Regions from separate parts of the Sus scrofa genome. Here regions 1 and 3 are each linked to region 2. The links are chromatin contacts, called in public Hi-C and promoter capture Hi-C maps. All regions are on one chromosome and are shown on one strand. Each heading gives the region's core, a stretch centred on a gene start, on an enhancer-like site or on the middle of the called end of the contact. The rest is flanking DNA. Distances are from core to core; before and after follow the strand shown.

Evidence for each region. Promoter capture Hi-C pulls out the DNA fragments that hold promoters and counts their contacts. Hi-C and Micro-C count contacts between places; a contact is called where the count stands out from the background.
Region 1: a contact with region 2 is called in a Hi-C map of liver, with 5 times the contacts expected there. The contact joins the promoter of TXN2 here to the promoter of NCF4 in region 2. A contact is called at or near these places in 1 of 5 promoter capture datasets (fetal liver) and 1 of 47 Hi-C or Micro-C datasets (liver).
Region 3: a promoter capture Hi-C map of liver shows a contact between it and region 2, with 2.8 times the contacts expected there. The contact joins the promoter of C1QTNF6 here to the promoter of NCF4 in region 2. A contact is called at or near these places in 1 of 5 promoter capture datasets (liver) and 1 of 47 Hi-C or Micro-C datasets (embryonic fibroblasts).

The regions. Positions count from the first base shown.
Region 1 is chr5:11,263,038-11,267,098 of Sscrofa11.1, reverse strand. It overlaps TXN2 (thioredoxin 2), which reads right to left and starts at 2,629. Exons shown (of 4, transcript NM_001243705.1): 1 at 2,441-2,629; 2 at 1,394-1,656. The coding sequence starts at 1,656.
Region 2 is chr5:10,991,760-10,995,980 of Sscrofa11.1, reverse strand. NCF4 (neutrophil cytosol factor 4) reads left to right here and starts at 1,979. Exons shown (of 12, transcript XM_021091535.1): 1 at 1,979-3,233. IFT27 (intraflagellar transport protein 27 homolog) reads right to left here and starts at 1,799. Exons shown (of 7, transcript XM_021091536.1): 1 at 1,354-1,799. The coding sequence starts at 1,387.
Region 3 is chr5:10,599,172-10,603,314 of Sscrofa11.1, reverse strand. It overlaps C1QTNF6 (C1q and TNF related 6), which reads right to left and starts at 1,446. Exons shown (of 3, transcript NM_001142830.1): 1 at 1,375-1,446.

The DNA of each region.
Region 1 (4,061 bases), core at 1,380-3,879, 270 kb before region 2:
CTCCCTGTGACTCCTAATTTATTCTCAGCTTTGAAGACCCTCTGCATTCAGAGATTTCAATTAATGAACTCACAACACCTAAAAGCCCCGTCTGCAAGACCTTAGCTCCTACCACACGTGAAGAAAGGGAGGCATAAGGTCATCACATGGCCTGCCCAAGGCAGCATGGTGAGTCAGAGAAAGAAGGCGAAGGAAAGCAAAAGAATCTGTCAGTGGTTTGCCCACAAGGTCTCCCAACTTCTAACTCAGGCTCCCATTTCAGGATGCCCCATTCTGTCGTAAGCCACACGGGAAATCCAAGGATGCCCTATTCTGAAAGGTTTGTCCAGTAGTTTTAGAACCAGGCATCCAGCCAGGCTCCAAAGGTCTGGAAAGGAAGAAGGCCAACAACAACAATAACAACCGAAAAAAAAAAAAAAAAGGCCAGACCGACAACCAGAATGCCATAGGCATTTAAATATCCTTTAAACAAACTCACAGGGCACCAGAAAGAAACTCCTGTCCATCCAGTGCACGCTTGGGCACCCAACTGTTAACTTTTATCAGTGGAACTGACAACTTTTTGCTAGCCCTTCTCCGCTTGGGTGGCAAGATGTTAAACACAATTATCTGCAGAGTCAGGAACTGGTAATATACCAAAAGCCAGATGATACTACAGCCTTATTTTTCCTGCTTTGGTCCAAGCTAAAGATGACCTGAGCCACTTGGGCAGTGAGATACAGAACATAACTGTTTCACAGCACTATTTGGAGTTTTTCTTTCTTTTTTTTTCTTCCTTTTTTTTCTTTTTTCTTTTACAGCCACCCCAAGGCATATGGAGTTCCCAGGAGGGATCAGATCCAGATCTGAGCTGCAATTGGGACCTACATCGCAACTGTGGCAACGATGGATCCTTGAACCCAATGCGCTGGGCTAGGGATCAAATCTGTGGCCTGGAGCTGCAGAGACAACTGCTGCCAATGCCGTTGTACCACCATGGGAATACCCACGGAGTGTTCTGAAGACTGAAGATTGTTTACTAGTCTGCCTCTTCCTTTCTCTTTTGGGCCTCACCTGCAGCATATGGACGTTCCCAGGCTAGGGGTCAAATAGGAGCTACAGCTGCCGGCCTACACCACAGCCACATCAACACCAGACCATTAACCCATTGAGCGAGGCCAGGGATCGAACCCACATCCTCACGAATACTAGTTGGGTTCTCAGCCTGCTGAGCCACAACGGGAACTCCTACTAGTCGGTTTCCTACCAAACTACACTAATCTTTGAGATAAGGGATTCGGTCTCACCGATCTCTATGTGAGAAGCATCAAACATAGTACTGAGACATAGCAGGTGCTCAATAAATACCAGAACAAGTGACACCCAGTCTTCTACTGACCCCCCCAGGACTCACTGTGCATGGAAATCCACAACCACTGGCGTCTCACTGTTGACAACTCGGTCTTGAAAGTCAGGTCCATCCTGGATGTTAAAGGTTGTTGTACAGACCTGGGTAGTGTATAATGACCGGGCTTGGCTGGGTGTTCCTGTCAGGTTACTAAGGCTGAGCTGTGGGGTCTGCAGGGCTCTGGAAGCGAGGGGTGCCCACCGACTATGAGAGGGCTTCCTGGAGACTACAGAGGCCAGGAACCTCCTCAGGAGAAGACGCTGAGCCATCTGTGAAGGGAAGAGGTAGGAAGAGTAGGGGCAAAGAACAGGAAGTCAACACACCAGAAATCAGAAAGGTATGTGGGAGTACCAGGGGGCTCAAGATGCAGGGCCAGAAACAAAATGTTGGGAAATAATACATAAGACTTCTGGAGGAAAAGTGAGTAAAGAATGAGAATCAAGGGGAAAAAGGAATCGAAAACCAGGATGGGAAAACTAGGTCGACAACCCAAAAAGCAGGATATTGGTGAAATTACAACAGACGGAAGGGGGGAAGGAATCAATATTTATGGAGCACCTGCTAAGAGATAGGTATCTTACAGGCATTAGAGTCCTCCCAGATCAACGATGAAGAAGTTTCTACTGTACTACTGCTCATATTATAGATAAGGACTTAGAAGCTCAAGCAAATTGTGACATATCCAAAGCAACCCAATTATTAAAGGAGAGTCGACACTAGAGCCCACGACAGTCTGAAAAGTCCTTACTCTATCGATTACTCTTTTAAAAGGAGTTTTAATGGGAAATTAAAGACAAAGGAGAGTTGTCAAAGGTTCAGGAAAGAAGACAAGCAACAATTCAAATAGGAACGAAGTGACACGGGAGCAGGTGGGGGGGGAATTAATAAAGAAGGGACGTGTGTGTGGAAGGAACTGGGAACCCCGGCTCCCCGAATGGCAAGTTCCTCCCACCCAGGGTTTCTGCCCGCTCGGCCATCGGCCTGCATGGGAACGCGCCTGCAGAGGCGCCTCAGCCGCGATACCACTTCGAACCATCCCCACAGGGCCCCTACCTCCCAGCAACGAGAGCGAAGCGACGCACAGCACGGCCCGCCCCACCGGTCAAGGGCACTTCTGTCGTCACTTCCTGAGGGGCGGGCCTTAGCGTCACTTCCGGGAAAGGCAACCTGAGCAAGTCCTCAACTAGAGGGCAGGCACGGGCGGAGCCTCCGTTAGGGACCGGAAGAGAAGCGTTCTTGAAAAGAGACACCGGAAGATGGGCGGGCTCTTAGGGGAGGAACCGGAAGAGGGGCGGATCATTGGGGAGGGACAGGAAGAGGCCGGAGGGCTCCGGAGGAGGGTCCGGAAGAGGAGGGGAAGGAGGCGGGAGTGCCAGGGAGGGGGGGGGGCGGAGAGAAGGGCGGTGGGGAGGCGTGGTCCTCGAGTTTGCAAACACTTGCTGACCAGCATGTCCACCCTTTTGTCTCATTGTCCTAATGTCGCTTCGAAGCAAAAGACTTCAGTTGGGAGTCCAGAGAACGCTGACTCGTATTTGTCATATGTGACTGTATAACTTCGTGGTTTCGAGCAAGTCTTCCTGCCCTTGGGGACTTCAGTTTCCCAAAATGTGACATGAAAAGCTCAGCTTGTCTTCCACCCTTGTCTCTTTGGGATTGCTGAGAAACTGGGCCCAGACAAGATGCCAACTGGTAGTGATACTTGGAGGGCCTGCCTCTGAGGCCCCAGGCAAAGTGTGATGATCCCTGAATCTACCTGGGCCTGGGCCTTCCTTTCTCACCCATTGTCGCTGTCATGGACAACAGGAGTCTAGGCATTTGTGTGTCTCAGGCTGGTCTCACAGCCACCCCTTGTCTCCCTTGCACCCTTTACCTATGTTAGAGCAGGAAAGGGCTGTGGGGTTTCAGAGCAGAAATAGAGGCAGAGAGTCCAGAGCGTTGAGGCTTCAAGTAGGTTTACTGAACAGAAGATGGCCAGAAGCACTGAGAGAAAGCACAGGCTCCCTGGTATTAGCGGGGGAATAGGTTTTATAGAGGCTTGTGGCTAAAGTAACCAGTGTCAGGGCTGGCATCAGGCTACATGGGAGGGGTAGGAGGAGAGGTGAGGGGTTGTAACAATGTTCCATGATATGGTGGGAACTGAAGATTAGCAAAGACAAAATGCAGTTAGGGCAGTCATCATTCCAGAACAGGCTGCTCTTGGTTGAACAAGATAAGGGAGTCGGCAGTTTGAGGGATTAAATCTGGCTCTAAGACCTTACAACCACTCATAACTTCTTATGGTTCTATGAATAAATCAATGCTTCTCCCTCCTCCCTGCCTTTGCTTAACTTGAAAGCCTTTTTTCTATGTCCACTCGGTAGAACACCTACTCATACTTCTTGAGCAGCATTAATTGCCTTTTTCTCTCTGGTGCTTTGTCCATAACACACTGCACAGTGTCTGTCTCTCCCGTGAGACCATATGCTCCCTGAGCATAGGGATCTCCAGCTTTTACACATGTCCATACACCCAGCACCAACCTGATACAACCTGGCTCACCAAGGATGTTCCATAGATGCTTATTAAGCTGAGTGTATTTTTCCTCTTCTTTTTTTTTTTTTTTTTTTGGCCACACCTGCAGCATGCAGAAGTTCCCAGGCCAAGGTCAGGAAGCAGGTAAATTGGCAGAGCCCCA
Region 2 (4,221 bases), core at 730-3,229:
GCCTCATGGATACTAGTCGGGTCCGCTTCTGCTGAGCCACAATGGGATCTCAGAGAAGCCCATTTAAAAAAAAAAAAATCTAACTTCAGAAAAAACATTCGCACCTTATCAATGAGGAAACTGAGGCTCAGAGAAGTACTTTTGTTCAAGAGGACACAGCCAATCAGAGGAACAGCAGAATTATTCCTATTACACAATACTGCCCCTCCTGGCGCTTTGGCAACTAGAGACTGCTTTTGAGAACCATTCATTTTCATTTGCTCCAGAATGATCTGAGTGATTGTTGTCAGTTATCCTCCGGTGTGACCCTTTTATTTCCAAATTGGAAAAGTCACTTAAAAAAATATCATCCCTTTCAGTCTGGAATAAAGACTGAAAAAGGAATCTTTTTCTTCGATATACGTTCTTACTGCTTCATTCCTGAGCTGGTCAGGAAAAGCTGGAAAGGTCACAGGTTTCCAAAGTCACACAAGTGAAGGATTTTGAAGGTTGGCAAATCTGGGGGTTGACATCCCACCTATGACCTTCCTTTGCTAGGGGTGACCTTGGGCCACAGTAAGGTCAGACGAGCACAGCACTTAACCCAGTGTGCTGCCTCCTGGGAGAGGATGAAATGAAATACACCTGCCTGACATGCAGTAAGGACTCAGGAAAGTACATACATGCTCCTTGGTCGCAGGTCCATAATCATGGCAAATGTTTTCGAAATGAGCAGAAATACTACAAATGCGCATGTCACATTTTCATTCATTCTACCAATATTTAGTGAGTACCTACTATGTTCCAGATATTGTTCTGTGTGCTTGGGATGTATCAGTCAGGAAAACAGAGATTCTGACGTTTGGGAGAGTCCTTTATGTCCTCCTGCTTGTGGGGCAGCACAGTAACTCTGGGTCTTAAAGACAACACACATAACTTTTGCAGACTCTGCTCAACTGTACATGACTACCTCCTATCCCCGTTTTGAGAGGAATGGGTTCAGGAAAAAAAAAATCTCATAAGACCATCACGTCACTGATGCCTAACTTCGGGGTACAGGACATGGTTTAGTTGAAGCACTTGGGGTGAGCTTAGCCTTATTTTTTTTAGCGAGTCTACTCCTTCTGAGCACAGCTCAAATTAGTGACAGTGGTCTCAGAGTATGACAGGGAGTGCGGAAAAGCAACTGGAGCTACAAATGTGCTGTGGAAGATAATTCGTCTACGCCTAATGGAATTTACTCTATCAGTAATTGCATTAACTCGCCTTTGGAAGAGAGAAAGGGAAAGAGAGTAGCCAATTTACATGAACAAAAACTCTTGATAACTCTCTGGCCTCCGTCGACTGTATTCATCCGCAAGTTTTCAGACTCACCTGCCAGGATGCATTTCGCTGCCAGCTTCACCATGGTAACCAATCACCTCCGCGGACCAGACAGCGGAAGAGAGGCTGCTGGAGGCGTTGGGGGGCCCTGCCTGGGAAGGGGAGTGGGGAAGGCTGGCGCTGAAGGGTCCTGTGGCGGCGGTGGGGACAACGACCCTCTGGGCAGCCCGCGGGCAGTTCTCGGGCACTAGGGTCGCGGCAGGGCGCGGAGGATCGCCAGATGGGGCCAAGTTCAAGGTCTCAGAGAGTAACCTGGAAGATGCCAGCGAGGCGATTCGGATCCCGTCCCAGGCACAGCTCCAGTTAGTGGGAAGCAGGAATAGTGATCCAGCAACCTTCCCGCCCCCAGAACCGCAACAGATGGGCTTCTCGGGCAACCATGCCCCGCCTGCCCCGCCTTCTCTATTTCCTCCTCCTCCTCCTTGCTGGTTGTGGATTGGCTGCCACCAAAAGCTCCCACACCCGAAAGCTCCCGAAGACCAGTGGGAAGGAGGGGCGGGGATAACAGCCCTTTCTCGCCAGGTAATTCGTAGCAGTATCTGCTCTTCAAACTTTTCTCGCTTGGCTAATAGTTGTAGAGCATGTCAATCATCTCCACCTCCCGCCCCCTCACCTCTGGAAAGTTCAGGGAAAAACAGCTCCAACAACTTATATCCAGAAGCGGTGATAAAAGCAGCTTTCTGATTGGCCAGAGGCTGGCTTGGACCATCTCGGGAGGAACGCGTACCCTCCTCCCCTTCTGGAAGTGGGTTCGCCCACGGAGGGGGCCAGTTGGGAGCGCGGGAGACTGGAGCGGCGCCTGCGCAGTGGACAAGGTGCAGTTGCCCAAGCGGAACTTTGAACCCGCTCTGTTGGGCCGAGGTTCTTGTCGCCCCCTCAAGTCCCAGATTCCGGGGAGAGCGACGTAAGCTGCATCAAGAAATCTAGTCCTTGGCTCGCATCTCACAGGGAAATCTGATTTTTAAAGCCCGAGAATGTCATGCTTTAAAATGTAAAATAGGAAAGTGTTGAAAGTGATGTCTGTGGACAAAGAGAGAACAAGTGAGTTTAATGTGGGGGAGCAGCGGGACTCAGACACTTGAAGCCCTACTTTCCTGAGTCCAGCCCCTCTTGTAAAATGGAGAATATATCACATACCGCACATCATCGAATGAAAGCCAGCCCCAGGACACTCCCCATCCCACAGGGAGGCTCCGAGGATGTCTGTTGACTTTCTGGGGGAGGCTCCTCTTGCTGAAAGAGGAACCTCAGACTGAAATCACTGCCGCCGCCGTCTTCCTGACCTGGTGACCATCGTGGCACATCGCCTCGCCCCTGAGCCTGTTTCCTCGTTAAAAATGGGCTAGTGGAACCCACCTCCTGGGGTTGTCCTGACGCTCAAAAGAAGGTCTGTAAGTGCCTGGAACATAGTAGGGGCTCAACAGTGAGGAATGGATGAATGAGAAGAGATTCATCTGGACAAATTTCATTGATCATCACTGCCGTATGCCAGGTGCAGGCACCCCTGTTCTGCCTCTGCTGGGGCCCCCTGGGATGGCTGGTGCTGAGCAGGAAGATGCCCTCAGTGAAGGTGCCTGCCCCCGGGGGTTTGTCATCACAGGCCTTTCAGTTACCTGGAACTTGCCTCACCTGCTCAGTGTCTCCCTGTGGCTACCAGCCTTGCGCTGGGCCATGAACACACATACACTCCACACATTTCTGTGGATGCTTCAGCCTTGAATTGGGAGTGAAACAGAGCAAGCTGCCTGGAAGTTTCTTTCCTTGGGACTCATTCCTGGTATTGTGATTAAGATGTGTCTCCTGCCTTCCCCTCACCTACTTGTCTTCTTTGGAAACATCATGCAAGTCTGTCTCAGACACCCCAGGCCTCGGTGAGTCAGAAAGCCTCTGCCTGGTCTTTCTGCCCCCGCCCCGCTTCCAGGCTGCCCTGCTAATTAATCCCTCAGAGGCCCTCTTGAGTAAGTCACTCTTTGAGGCAGCTCCATGGAGCTGAGATGCTGAAACACATTTGGGGGAGATATATCTGGGAGCCTCAGTTTCCCCATCTGTGAGGGGCAGGAGGGACTAACAGCCCCTCCCTCATAGGGCTGTCTTCCTCTGCCCACATCTGCGGAGTCCACATCTGCAGAGCCCACATCCCTTTCCTTGGTGCTGCTGTGTGTGGTTTCGGTCAGCACCATTGTAAGAGCATTGTGGGGTGGTGTTTTGTGGTTTGTTTTTTTTTTTTTTGCTATTTCTTTGGGCCGCTCCCACAGCATATGGAGGTTCCCAGGCTAGGGGTCGAATCAGAGCTGTAGCTGCCAGCCTACGCCAGAGCCACAGCAACGCGGGATCCGAGCCGAGTCTGTAACCTACACCACAGTTCATGGCAACGCCGGATCGTTAACCCACTGAGCAAGCGCAGGGACCGAACCCACAACCTCATGGTTCCTAGTTGGATTCGTTAACCACTGCGCCACGACGGGAACTCCTGTTTTTTTTTTTTTTTTTTTTTAGGGCCGCACCCACAGCATATGGAAGTTCCCAGGCTAGGGGTAGCATTGGAGCTGCAGCTGCCAGCCTGTGCCACAGCCACAGCAACGCAGGATCCACGCTGCATCTGCGACCTACACCACAGCTCAGGGCAATGCCGGATCCTTAACACACTGAGCAAGGCCAGGGATCAAGCCTGCGTCCTCATGGATGCTAGTCGGGTTCGTTACGGCTGAGCCACTGACAGGAGCTCCCTGTAAGAGCATTCTGGATCTCCCCAGAGAGATGGTGAATTCTGTACCCCTTACTCCACTACCCTGAGGGCCTGCTATACAGTCTTGATGTCAAAATGACAGCCGCATGACTGTCACTGAGTTTTGGGTGATC
Region 3 (4,143 bases), core at 197-2,696, 390 kb after region 2:
GCTGGGAAGTGGCAAGATGGGGAGGGGTGGGTGGGTAGGGAGTCTCCGGAGCCACCACCCCTCTCCTGGAGGTGACACTTCCCAAGCTCCCCTCTGCCCCTGCCTCTGCTACCCCACCCCCATCTGGCTTTCTGATTCTGCTCCACAAGCCAGGTCCAATCCTGCTGGAGATGATCGCCCTTATCTTTTATTTGTAAATTACACATCCCAATGGTTTGTGTGATGCTTTGTTTGTTTGTTTGTTTTAGCACCCATGGCCGAGCACGTGGAGCTTCCCAGACCAGGGGTCGAATCAGAGCTGTAGCCACTAGCCTATACCACAGCCACAGGAACGCCAGATCCGAGACTCATCTGTGACCTACACCCCAGCTCACGGCCATGCCAGATCCTTAACCCGCGGAGCAAGACCAGGGATCGAACCTGGGTCCTCAAGGATACGTGTCAGATTCATTTCCGCTGAGCCATGATGGGAAGTCCCCAAACGGTTTTGAGAAGCGCAAAATCCCCTCTTTTTTTTTTTTTTTTTTTTCTGGCCATAGACATGAACTCATAGGAAAAGGTAAGCCTTGAGAGTCAGATCTGAGATCCCCAGAAGAGTTTACAAGCTGTGTGACCTAGGGCTAGTGGCTTAACCTCTCTGAGCTTCCTGCTCCATGACATTTACAAGGAGGAAACAACTTTCTCTCCCAACCAGGTTGTTTGGGAGGATTTAACTGCGGGGAAAGTGCCTGGCTTGTAAAAGAATCTTAGTAAAAAGTCAGTTCCTTTCTCCACTGCCCACCATGACCTCTTCCCAGGGACATGGGACAGGAAGAGGGGAATTTCTCCCACAGGACTGGCATGGTTTGGGGACATTTTTGTTGGCCCAGCCAGCTGGGGACTCAAAAGATCTGTGACACAGAACTGTGACCTGGGGTGGGGGAAGGGGGAGAGGCAGGAAGCAGGAAGCAAAGTAGCCTTTAACAAAAGTAGCAATAACCACAATCAGTCATTGATTGGCTCCGGTCCAGTCCTCCAGTCCGGGTCCCGGGATGCTGGCAGGCTGGGATCAAGTGTGATGGGACCATGCCAAGGTGGCGGGGGCCGGGGGGGAGGATTTGGGGGTCTCCCTCTTTGCAGTCTTGCTGAGCTGAGTGGGTGCATGTCCAGGCTGCGGTGGGCACAAGCCGGGTACCGCAGAGGGCAGCCCTGTCTCCGGTCACAGGAGGGAATGGGGTGGGGAGAGCCTAGCAGGGGCTGGCAGGGGTCAGAGAGAGAAAGCAGTGCCGCTAAGGATGTGTGTCCAGGAAGAGAGGAGAAAAGAGAGGAATTCCAGGCTCTGACCCCAAACCCCTCGGCCCTGCTGGAGGAAGCGCAGGCCCTCCCATCACTCACCCAGTGTCCTGCAGCCTTGAACTGCAGCTCATGGACCGCGGGCTTCTGGGCGGCCTCTGGTTCCTTGGTCCATGTCTGCGATAATAACTTGTTGCTGGCGCAGACCCCCAGGGCCGGCCGGCTGGCTGGCTGGCTGGCCGAGGAGGGAGGGAGGCAGAGCGGAGGGAGGCAGGGCGGGTGGGCGGGCGGGCGGAGGGAGCGGGCTGAGCTGGCTTTTCCCACCTCCCTCCTCCCTGCTCCCTCCCCTCCAGCCTCTGGGTTCTGCAGAGATAAAGGGAGCCCTGGATTTCCTTTGCTTAACCCTGCGGCAGTCCAAGAGGTTCTTGTTGAATTCAGAGACCCAGTGAGGTCCCAGCAGGAAGGGGTGTAAGGCCCCCCCCCGCTGTGCAGAGCTGGGAAATCTGAGGAAATTGAGACCGGGGTAGGGGAAGAGCAGGAGCCCCAAAAGTTGCTCAGGAAGGAGGAGCAGTGCTGGAAACCCAATGCTGGATGCTGCGGGGCTCCGGCCTTAGCTGAAGAGCTCATCAGTTCTGAGTCACCGAGGCAGGAGGCCCCGCGGAGAGGGCACGGGCACCAACCCAGTGGCCTCAGCTTGGAATCCTGGCACTGGCCCCACGGGCCAGTCCCTCCCCTGCCCGCAGCCCCTAGGCGTCTGTAAAACTCCACTCCCAGCCCCATCCACACCAGTCTCCAGGGAGGGTTTGCTGAATACATGTTCACTGAGTGTGGGTATCACCTCCTCGGGTATCTGGGGAGGGTGGCAGCCAGGTCAATCCCCCTACCCCCTATGGACACAAATGTCCTCCTCCTCTGCCTGGAATGTTGCCGTGATTGTCCATCTTCCTGGTTTTCCAGAGCCAATCTCCCTTGGAAATGCCACCCTGAGAAGTTCACAGGAGGGCAGCCTGTACAGAAAGCCCCTGGGCCCCAGGAGAGGTCCTGCCTCAGCTTCTTTAGGCTGCAGGTAATTTAGCAAAGGCTGCAGCCCTGGTTCCCTGGGGTCAGAGACCCCTGTGCAAAGACTGTCCCAAACGCCCCTCACCCTCCAGCCCCCTCTCATTCTATATTTGCTGAGCTCCCTGCCCGGGCCAGCCTTCATCTTTGCAGGGGCTTTCGGGACCCCCGAGGGTACTGATATCCAGCATTTCTACTCTTCTAACCCCAGCCTCGGGGGTAAGGGAGCTAGTGGCGGGAGCTGATGTGACCTGCCCAGGGTCACACAGTTAGGGAAGAGGCACCACAATCCTGTTCCATGTTCTCTGTCCCACTGGAGTTCCCATGATGGCACAGCTGGGCACAGCTGTGGGCAAAGGTTACAGTTGGGGGTCTGTCCCCTGGGCAGAGGGAAGTGGTGACATTCTCACCTTTGGGGGCCACAGGAGTACAGCTAACTGAGCAGGGCCCTGTGGGGCTCCTGGATACAACAGCCTTTCTGGGTCCCCCATTTTTTGTTTTTAGGAAATGGGCCTCCTTCAGCCTCTGTGACCTTCCCTGAGGGCCAAGGGGCAGGTTCAGACAGCTGCTGAGCAGGGAAGGAAGGGGTGCAGAGACAGGGGAGGGTCCTGGGTCCCTCTCAAGGGCTGCACATAATGATGTAGGCATCGCATACACCTAAAAGTTATCTTCCTTATGCTTCTTTTAAAAATGAATACTTTATTCTTTATTTATTCATTTATTCATTTTTGGTCTTTTTAGGGCCACACCCACAGCATATGGAAGTTCCCAGGCTAGGGGTTGAATTGGAGATGCAGCTGCTGTGCTACACCACAGCCACAGCAATGCTGGATCCTTAACCCACTGAGCGAAGCCAGGGATTGAACCTGCGATACTAGTTGGGTTCGTTACCACTGAGCCACGATGGGAACTCTCTAGAAATAAATACCTTAAAATGGAACAGCTTAGGAGTTCCCACCGTGGGGCAGCGGAAACGAATCTGACTAGGAACCATGAGGTTGCGGGTTCGATCCCTGGCCTCGCTGAGAGGGTTAAGGATCCAGTATTGCTGTGAGCTGTGGTGTGGGTTGCAGATATGTCTCAGATCCCGCATTGTGGCTGTGGCATCAGCCGGCAGCTGTAGCTCTGATTCAGCCCCTAGCCTGGGAACCTCCATATGCTGCAGGTGCAGCCCTAAAAAGCAAAACGGAAACAAACAAAATTGAACACCTTAGAGTCCTTCCCTGGGCTTCTCCCTGGCTGAATTGCACCCTAAACACAATCACCCATAAGCTGAAGATTAGGCACCCCAAGCACAATTGCCTGTGAGTTAACAATTATTAGCACATGAAGTTTTTCAGGAACTTCCCTGGTTTGTTCTAATCTCTGACCCATATGCCCTTCTCGCAAGCATCATCATTTTAGGCAGTAACCCAGACCACCATCATGACCGGGCCAGGATCGCCTGACACCAGCTCTGATGACTAAGAGTCCCCCAAAGAAAGAAGGATGCATGTTGCCCCAGTCCTGATCCCTATCTGAAACCCCATGTTCCCCGTTTTTACTACAAAACTCCCCGCAATTCTTCCCAACCGAGGCCACAGTCTTTGAGGCCTTAGTCTGCTGTGGCCCCCTTTGCCTGGCAACACAATAAAATCTTTTTCTCCTTCACCCAAAACTCTGCCTCCACATTTCTCTTTGGCACCAGTGGACAGAGGCCAAGTTTCGGCAACATGCAGTGACCTCGGGAGGGTGGAGGGATTTATTAAAGTTTGGGGTTGGAGGCGCTAAACCCCAGTCCCCCCTCCCAGCTGGGCCACGTATGGAGGGTGGAAC